2 separate regions of the Mus musculus genome follow, and region 1 is linked to region 2. A link is a contact called in public HiChIP or PLAC-seq data. All regions are on one chromosome and are shown on one strand. Each heading gives the region's core, a stretch centred on a gene start, on an enhancer-like site or on the middle of the called end of the contact. The rest is flanking DNA. Distances are from core to core; before and after follow the strand shown. Region 1 overlaps Pde4d (phosphodiesterase 4D, cAMP specific). Region 2 overlaps Pde4d (phosphodiesterase 4D, cAMP specific).

Evidence for each region. HiChIP or PLAC-seq counts read pairs in DNA pulled down with a chosen protein or histone mark.
Region 1: a contact with region 2 is called in an H3K27ac HiChIP or PLAC-seq map of embryonic stem cells, with 15 read pairs. The contact joins two enhancer-like sites. A contact is called at or near these places in 10 of 484 Hi-C or Micro-C datasets (CD4 T cells, CD8 T cells, Th1 cells and 4 more) and 6 of 115 datasets of contacts at active chromatin or transcription factors (CD8 T cells, embryonic fibroblasts and embryonic stem cells).

What each region holds. Positions count from the first base shown.
Region 1 is chr13:109,839,220-109,843,094 of GRCm38.p6, forward strand. The region is part of intron 7 of Pde4d (phosphodiesterase 4D, cAMP specific); the gene reads left to right. Among named protein-coding and RNA genes, the nearest start is that of Mir1904, 63 kb to the right of the region's middle. Within about 2 kb of position 1,267, at least 6 of the 459 cell types and tissues checked have an H3K27ac peak or open chromatin away from gene starts, as enhancers often do. A contact at or near this core is called in embryonic stem cells and muscle stem cells, where this site is marked.
Region 2 is chr13:109,774,647-109,778,529 of GRCm38.p6, forward strand. All of the region lies in intron 7 of Pde4d (phosphodiesterase 4D, cAMP specific), which reads left to right. Among named protein-coding and RNA genes, the nearest start is that of Mir1904, 130 kb to the right of the region's middle. Within about 2 kb of position 1,650, at least 125 of the 459 cell types and tissues checked have an H3K27ac peak or open chromatin away from gene starts, as enhancers often do. A contact at or near this core is called in embryonic stem cells and muscle stem cells, where this site is marked.

The DNA of each region.
Region 1 (3,875 bases), core at 17-2,516, 64 kb after region 2:
CTCTGAGCAATTGTACTTGGCTCCCTAGGTTTAGAAAGTTGGTTTTCTCAGAACCCAATTAGAGGGGTACCATTGCAGACACCCAGAACCCAAGAACATCCAAGTACAAGATCACCAAGTACTTTGCAGTGAGAAGGCTACTGAGAAATGTCCTATTTGTCTGTTGGGTTCACTTTCTTCCCATCACTCAGCCACTGTGGAAACAGAATCCCAGTTAGCAACTGCTTTGGCATGCATGGAGTCAGAAGCCAGGAACTTAATGACTCTGACGTGTTTCCCTCTATTATGTTTTGAGACTCCTCCCCCCCCCCCGGCTGTAATGATGGGGTACCCCACGTCTCCCATATATGCTAAACACACTGGATGAGAGTTCCATGGGTTCTACTGTCACCTGCAGCTGACAGCTTACATCCCATTGGAGGGGATAATGCTATTGTCTATGTCAGATTTAATATCACACAGAGTTGTAAGTTCACATCTGATCCTGGGGTTTCGACCTCCGTGCTTGGGCGATTTCCAGATTATCTGCATTTGCTTTTTTAAAGTAGTCATTTGATTCAATTGAGAAGTCTGATTACTAAGTTCATTTTGTCAAATTCAAGATGGCATTGATTGTAAGCTGCATCTGGGTTTTAGAGGCACAGGCAGGACAGGCATGCATTCTAATTGTATTATAGGAAACTCAACTAGATGGGTACATTTTCATGTTAATACTGAGCATTCCCTTATATTTAAATAAACATAGGGTGGGGAAAAAAAACCAACCAAACAACACCATGGCTGACTTTGTCATTTAATTGAAACGTTATTCTTGTATTCATCCCCAAATATGACTCTGGAATGTCAAATATTTACCTCTCAATGAATCTCTTTTTTGTCTTATTGGATTGGTTGAGCAAAGCTTTCCTTCTTTCTTTTTGAATACTTGATCATTAGAGTGGCTATGCCCTTGATCTGTGAGGAAAGGGCACTTAGGACCAGAGTTTCAATTGGCCTAACCTCACCTTGTCCTTATAATTAGCCCTAAAGTAAAAGAATTTGGGGGAAATGACCCTTACATAGTACAATAAGCATTTTCATGAATATGAGAGTAACCACACAGGGAGAGATCCTAAATCTCTACTTCCCTGGGACTTTATTATTGAAAATCCTGCAGGAGGTTTAAGCATGTATTATTTGTACAAAGGTCATTTAGTGGGCTCCCACAGTTATGTAAATATTGTACCTATAGTCATACAACAAAGGGGATAAAAGGAACTGCCCTCTGATGACGTCATTAGGGAGAGAGGCAAATCACCCAAGAAAGGCAGGAGTTTTGGGACCAGAGACTAAACCCTTCCTCAACGTTTGGTCTGCTTTAGTGATAAGGGGATGATGCCATTAGCATGTATTCAGGGAATAATCCATGCTATTATCTAGAGAGCATAGTGATGTGACAATCCCTAGATGGCATAATGCTGTGGTGGGGGTAGGGCTGGGGCAAGTGGGACCCCAGCTCAGTGAATGCCTCTAACTATGCTGAGCAAGACTGATTTGTATGGAATAACTGATTTCCATCAAAAGATCTGCAATATTGAAGCCCAGGGTTGTGTCATCCTAGACGTCTGGGAGACCTTTGCCATGGACAGGGAAATATGCAGATAGTCCATGACAAACACAGAGAAACTTGTGTGCTAATTGGCCATTCTTTCACCTCCACAAGTTTAGAATGAAATTATATTTTGACAGCTGAACATTCTCTGAGGTTTTGAGACACTTTGGAGAGAGAGTTTCCAGGGAGAGAGACAGGATTTCCTACAGAATGGGTAACTGTAGGCCTTAAAGAGTAACTGAAAGGGAGGAAAGAGATATGATAATATTTATATCTAAGGATTATCTAGCCACTGTGGACATAGAATCAGATAACATAAAATCTATAATGGCAAGCAGTTAGATGCTCAATAATGATTGAAGATTATTTAGATTGGTGTCACACACACTGATGAGCACCCTCTCACCAAATCATCAGCTGGTCCAAGTGCATCAGATGCTTGGAGTGGGAGTGAACACAATTGTGAGCTCGGGACACTCCAAACTCCAGAGAGCAGGAGCAAGAGTGGGAGCATGCAGAGAGTTAACATCAAGTTTGCAGAATTTCCCATGGATAATAATTAACTTCTACCTTGGAGCCTATATGAGCTGTTATAAACAATGAATAATCTTGGTGTCACACATGCACACACACACACACACACACACACACACAGCAAAAAATCACTCATCAAGGCAATTCTTTTTGCAAAAAGAATGTACCAAAACCCAAACTGGGCTAGCAGACAATCAGAGCCAACATCACTCTTGTCTTTAGTCCCTGATGTAAGTGGAGACTCAAAGTCCAGCACATCCCACCGGTGGGAACCTTATGATCTGATGAAGTTGGCTCATGAGTGCACAGGGAAGTTGGCTCATGAGTGCACAAGGGAAGGGGGAACCATCAGGAAATAGGAGCCCATTGATTTAAATAAGACAAAACAAAACACAAAACCATTTCTCACATGGAACCTCTCCATAAAGGAAAGAAAGAAGGGCAATTGGGTGGAGGTTATCAGCATATTCAAAAAAGTCAGACCTGTGGAAAGAGAGGTAACTGTATCAGTTTATGGATATTGTATAATCTATAAAATACAAATGGGAGATGGTCAGGAAAAGAGTAAGTGTGAGCATAGATCAAGGCACATCTAAGTTTATACATACATACATACATACATACATATATATATATGTATATATATACATATATACATATATATATCAAAAAGGTATAATAATAGTTTGCTGTGTTGGGCCATGGTGTGCACATTTCTAATCCCAGCACTTAGGGAGTAGACAGAGCCAGGCAGAGCTCTGTGAGTTCTAGATCAACCTGAGCTACAGAGTTCCATGCAGCACAGGCTGCACAGAGAAACCCTGCCTCAACAAAACAAGCAAACAGGTTTGCTATGATGTGCGTTTCTTTTCTTTTCTTTTCTTTTCTTTTCTTTTCTTTTCTTTTCTTTTCTTTTCTTTTCTTTTCTTTTCTTTTCTTTTCTTTTCTTTTTTCTTTTGAGACAGGGTTTCTCTGTGTAGCCCTGGCTGTCCTGGAACTCACTTTGTAGATCAGGCTGGCCTTGAACTCAGAAATCCGCCTGCCTCTGCCTCCCGAGTGCTGGGATTAAAAGCGTGCACCACCAATGCCCGGCCTTGATGTGGGTTTCTGAGATCATTTAGTTTATCTCAGTTAAAACTTGGTGGGGTTGAGAGAGAAGAAGGAACCACTGGAAGGAAGGAAAGTGCTTTGGAATGCTGCAAGCATTGTGAAGAAACCTGGAAGAATCAACACACGTTGGGCATCGTGCAAAATAAACATACTGTTGGCCTTGCCTTCAAGAAGTTTCAAACGGAATTGAAGTAACATAACGAACAGAGCCCGGTAGTGTAGAACGACATCTATCATGTAAGTCGTGACTGGGGACTGTAGTTGGCTGAGAAGGTTCCTGGTAGGAGCATCACAGCAATCGCCAACCATAATCTTAGAGAAGATGAAGAAGATGAGATCAATGCCCAAAGCATCCTTTGTGTAATGATGTGCACAGTTTTGAGAATGTCAGATTCAACACGCACCATAATAACATGGTGTTTGTGTTTGAAAGGACAACATCACAAAAAAGACTTAGAGTCACTCATGCAATTCAAGTGGCAGTTTTTGCCATGAGTGCAGAACACTCTGTTCTTCTGCAAACGGCAACTCTTATTGTCACAGTATCCAGGACGGCTCTCATTTGCCTCTCATTTTGTTGGTAATTTGGTGGCCCTGCAAACAGGACTTGTGGCAAATATGTTGATTCTCACTTTATAGC
Region 2 (3,883 bases), core at 400-2,899:
ACAGTCCACCACTTTGGGTCTTGATTGTCATCAAAAGAATAATAGTAGAAATTCCTCCCTACTAAAATGAATTCTCCAAGGAACAAATTGTTTGTTGTTGTTTTGTTTTGTTTTGTTTTGTTTTGTTTGTTTTGTTTCATTTCGCTTTATTTGTTTCTTTGTTTTCTGTTCTTGTTGTTTTGGTTTGTTTAGAAACTCAGATTCAGTATAAAGGGCGAAACAAAGATGGACGGGTGGAATGGGTCCCTCTTTTCTGTGCTACTTCCTGGGGGTGCTGAGGGCATATTTTGTGAGCACATGCATGGAGTTCTTAGTGAGCGCAACTCCATGGAACCCGAGACCCTTGCTCAGACACACAGTGCAGCCCTCTGGAGAGGAGCTTCCCCCACCCCCTTCGTGCACAATAGGCAAATCATAGTGGGGGGGGGGCGAGTAGAAGGCAATGTTCTTTTCTTCTCTGATGCTTTTGCCTTGAGGGTACTTGTATCTACCTTGTAGGTAGGGCGACCATCTCCCCCCCCCCCAAAAAAAAAACAATGTAGGATACTGGTGGAATGATTCGTGACCAACAAGCAATCTTGGTTTCTCCGTGGTCAGTGTACCTCCCCTCCCCCACAGCACTTTGCCGGTGCCCAAACCAAACTCAAGGGAGAGTCTATTCACTCAAGGTCACAGAACTGAAGCAGTCCCTGGGTTGTCTCTGCAATTTTTACATAACACTGAGAGGAAATCATTATCTGCTGGAATTAGGCAATTATGGTGAAGAAGGCCTCATTTGTACCTCTTACTAGTTTGTGACCTGGGGCTTATCTAGAATGGCAAACTAATTAGCTGTCATTAACTGCTTAGAGCAGCTGCGTTGTTACAGACCACTGTAGACAACACACACACACACACACACACACACACACACACACACACACACACACCACTGACGAAAGTCTCATTTACTTCCCAAGCTTTGCAAACCGAGGTGGGAACATGGGCAGGGAAAAGGCCTCTTTTCTCAGTAATCTAGAAAAACAAGTACGCTTGAAAAACCTAAAAGCTACCAACAAGAACAGTGATGATCCTGGTGTTGAGACTTGATACTTGACTGTCTGAGATTTGAGATACCCAGAAAAGATGACACATCGCTTGGGGCTCATCTATCCTTACGATCACGTCCTGGGAGGGGTGGAAAGGAGTTTTTGTCTATTTGTTTGTTTTGTTTTGTTGCAAAGCCAGTGGGGACACTTTCAGATAAAACCTGCAAGGGTGAACCCCAATTCTCTCCAGCTTTAATTTCTAACTAGAGAACAGAGATATGAGTACCTGCCACTCAGAACCGTTGCAAGAATGCAAGCAGATAAGTTACAGAAAGGGTAAAGGCCGGTCATCAGGTCATAAGTGGCTCCCCAAGTATTCCGTTGGGCAGTTCTGTCCCCTCGCTTCCCATTTGTTCCTAACCCCTGTTTTGGCACGGGAGAGTGGAGGTTACAGAGGATTGCGGTGGCCTTCTGTCATTTCTCACTCCGAACGTCTCGGGATGCTTTTGTTCCAGGCGGTAACACCCACACATTTTCAATGCTTCCTGTATCACGTATAACCTAGGTCCGGAGCCAGTTACTCGTAGCAGAAGCAAAGAGGATGTGGGGCCAGTAGAGGGCAGCAGAGAGGCAAAAATGCCCAAGCTCTGAGAGTGTGGGGACCAAGTCATGATGACGGGACAGAAAGTACTTTTGAACGTTCCTTTCATTTTAAACCAAGGTTAAGAAAGTTAACTGCAGTGCAGCCACCTCTCAGAACCTTGTCATCCTCAATATCACCTGCACTACGCTTCTTAAGTTTACTATTATCATCTTCTTTATGTAATCATATTCAATTGAGAATTTTCATGCAGCAACAAACCTCAAAGGAAATCTATTTGGATGTCTTTATTGGAAATGTGAGAAAAACCAAGGCTGCTGAGAGAAAACACTACTTTGTGGCTGAACTGGGAATAACTCCTCATCCTTGCTCTGAGCCCAAGCCTTAAACCCTGACCCCCAACCATAAACAAGCAAACACTAGATAGAATAGTAAGTTTAAAGAAATGTATGCTTACAAGACACCACAGGGAATATGAAAGAATGTTAATTTCTGAGTAGCAGGTAGCTTTAGACTATTATGGACTTAAAAATCACAAAAATGTCTTGGGCCAATATCTCACTGGAAATGCCTTCATATTTAGAGCTATTTGAATAACATCTAGTAGTGATTCTAGAGGTAGGGGGATAGCCAGCCTAAAACAATGGCTTTTGCTTTTGTCTCTAAGGTCTTATATCAAAACAACACACTCCCTCTGTCCCTGTAGAGGGGACAGGAAAAGTGACAGGCAGAAAGCCATGTACACAGAGTTCTGGTCCAGAAAAAACACTGGCCATTCCACTTAGAACTATTTTAACCTGGATGCTCTTGATCCCATCAAGAAAAGAATGTTTACTCTGAATAGAATTCTGTCAGTCAGGAAGCCCGAGGATTAAAAGTGAAGTATCCAAATGCTAGTTAGTCAAAACACAGCGGGAAGAAACTCGGTCTTCAGCTGTCATTGTTCTGAAGGATAAAGCAAAACTGAAGGTCTACTTGACAAGTTGTTAGCACAACCAACCCAAGGTATTTAAGAGAACAATGGTTTCTCTTAGGATGTGGGCCATTTGCTTAAGCACTTTCACCTTATTAAAGAAAAGGAGCCAAGTTGTAGGGTTTTTTTGTTTTTTTGTGTGATAGTAATGATACTAGTAATTATTTAGATCTTTTTTAGTCTCTGTGTCCCATGCATATACGTGATAAAAAGAGTAGGATATATTATTTATTAAAATATACTATATTATATATTCACATGTATTTAAAATAATATATGGTGGGGCTTCCTTCAAGAAATGAGATCCCTGTGTAAGAGCGTCTTGGGTGCTGAGGAGACAATGAACTGCAAAGTGCATAAGGATCACAGCAGAGCGAGCCATCTTCAGAGAAACCCCGCCCCCTCATCACTGGCTTTCTGGTATCACCTTTTAAATTGTCCTGTAGTAAGAGAAAATCTAGTGCCAAGGGACCTGTCACTCCAGAGGAGTGCTCAGTGGGCTCTTTCTGGGTGTGCCTGAAATGTTGCTGATGCTTCATGCTTAATAACTTTAATGAAAATTTAATAAAGATTACACATGCTCACGATTATAGACAGGCTGTTTGGTGGCCTTTGCTTATACATTTGATATATATATAATATACAATTATATATATATATATATATATATATATATATAATGAATGCCTAGGTATTCTGACTTTTTTTTAAAGCTAAAACAGTTAATTTATGCACCCTGCCTCCCTAATAAAAAGACTCCTAGTGAAAATGAGATTTGTCTGACGACATGTATGCATGGCTCTTTTATTAGCTGAAGTATTTAATAGACTAGTAAGAAGCCATTTTCTTCCTTGCTTGCTTCATAGCTTGCATTGCTGTCTCAGGCTTTTGTTTAGACAATTGAGTTATAAACACACACACACACACACACACTACCTGACTTTTTCACCAGGAATTGGTAGAACCTGTACTTGTACGTGGAATTACAACAGCAGAGACAAAGGACATGCCATAATCAATTCAACTGTGATTCGTCTGAGTCTGGTTTGGCTACTTTGTTAGTTGAAAGAATAGAATGCTGCTGAAGGTTCCTTTAGCTGGCAAAGCCAAAGGTCAAGTACAGCCCTGTTCAGTTCTGAGCTTAAGTTAGTGGTGAGCACAACGCTTCGTCTCCAGAATGTATTCGTTCTATGTTGGGATTGTTCATCTGGTCAATGGTCGTTTTCACTTTCTAGCCCTTGTGAATCGTGGGGAACACAGTAAAGCGTAACTGCTCGTTTC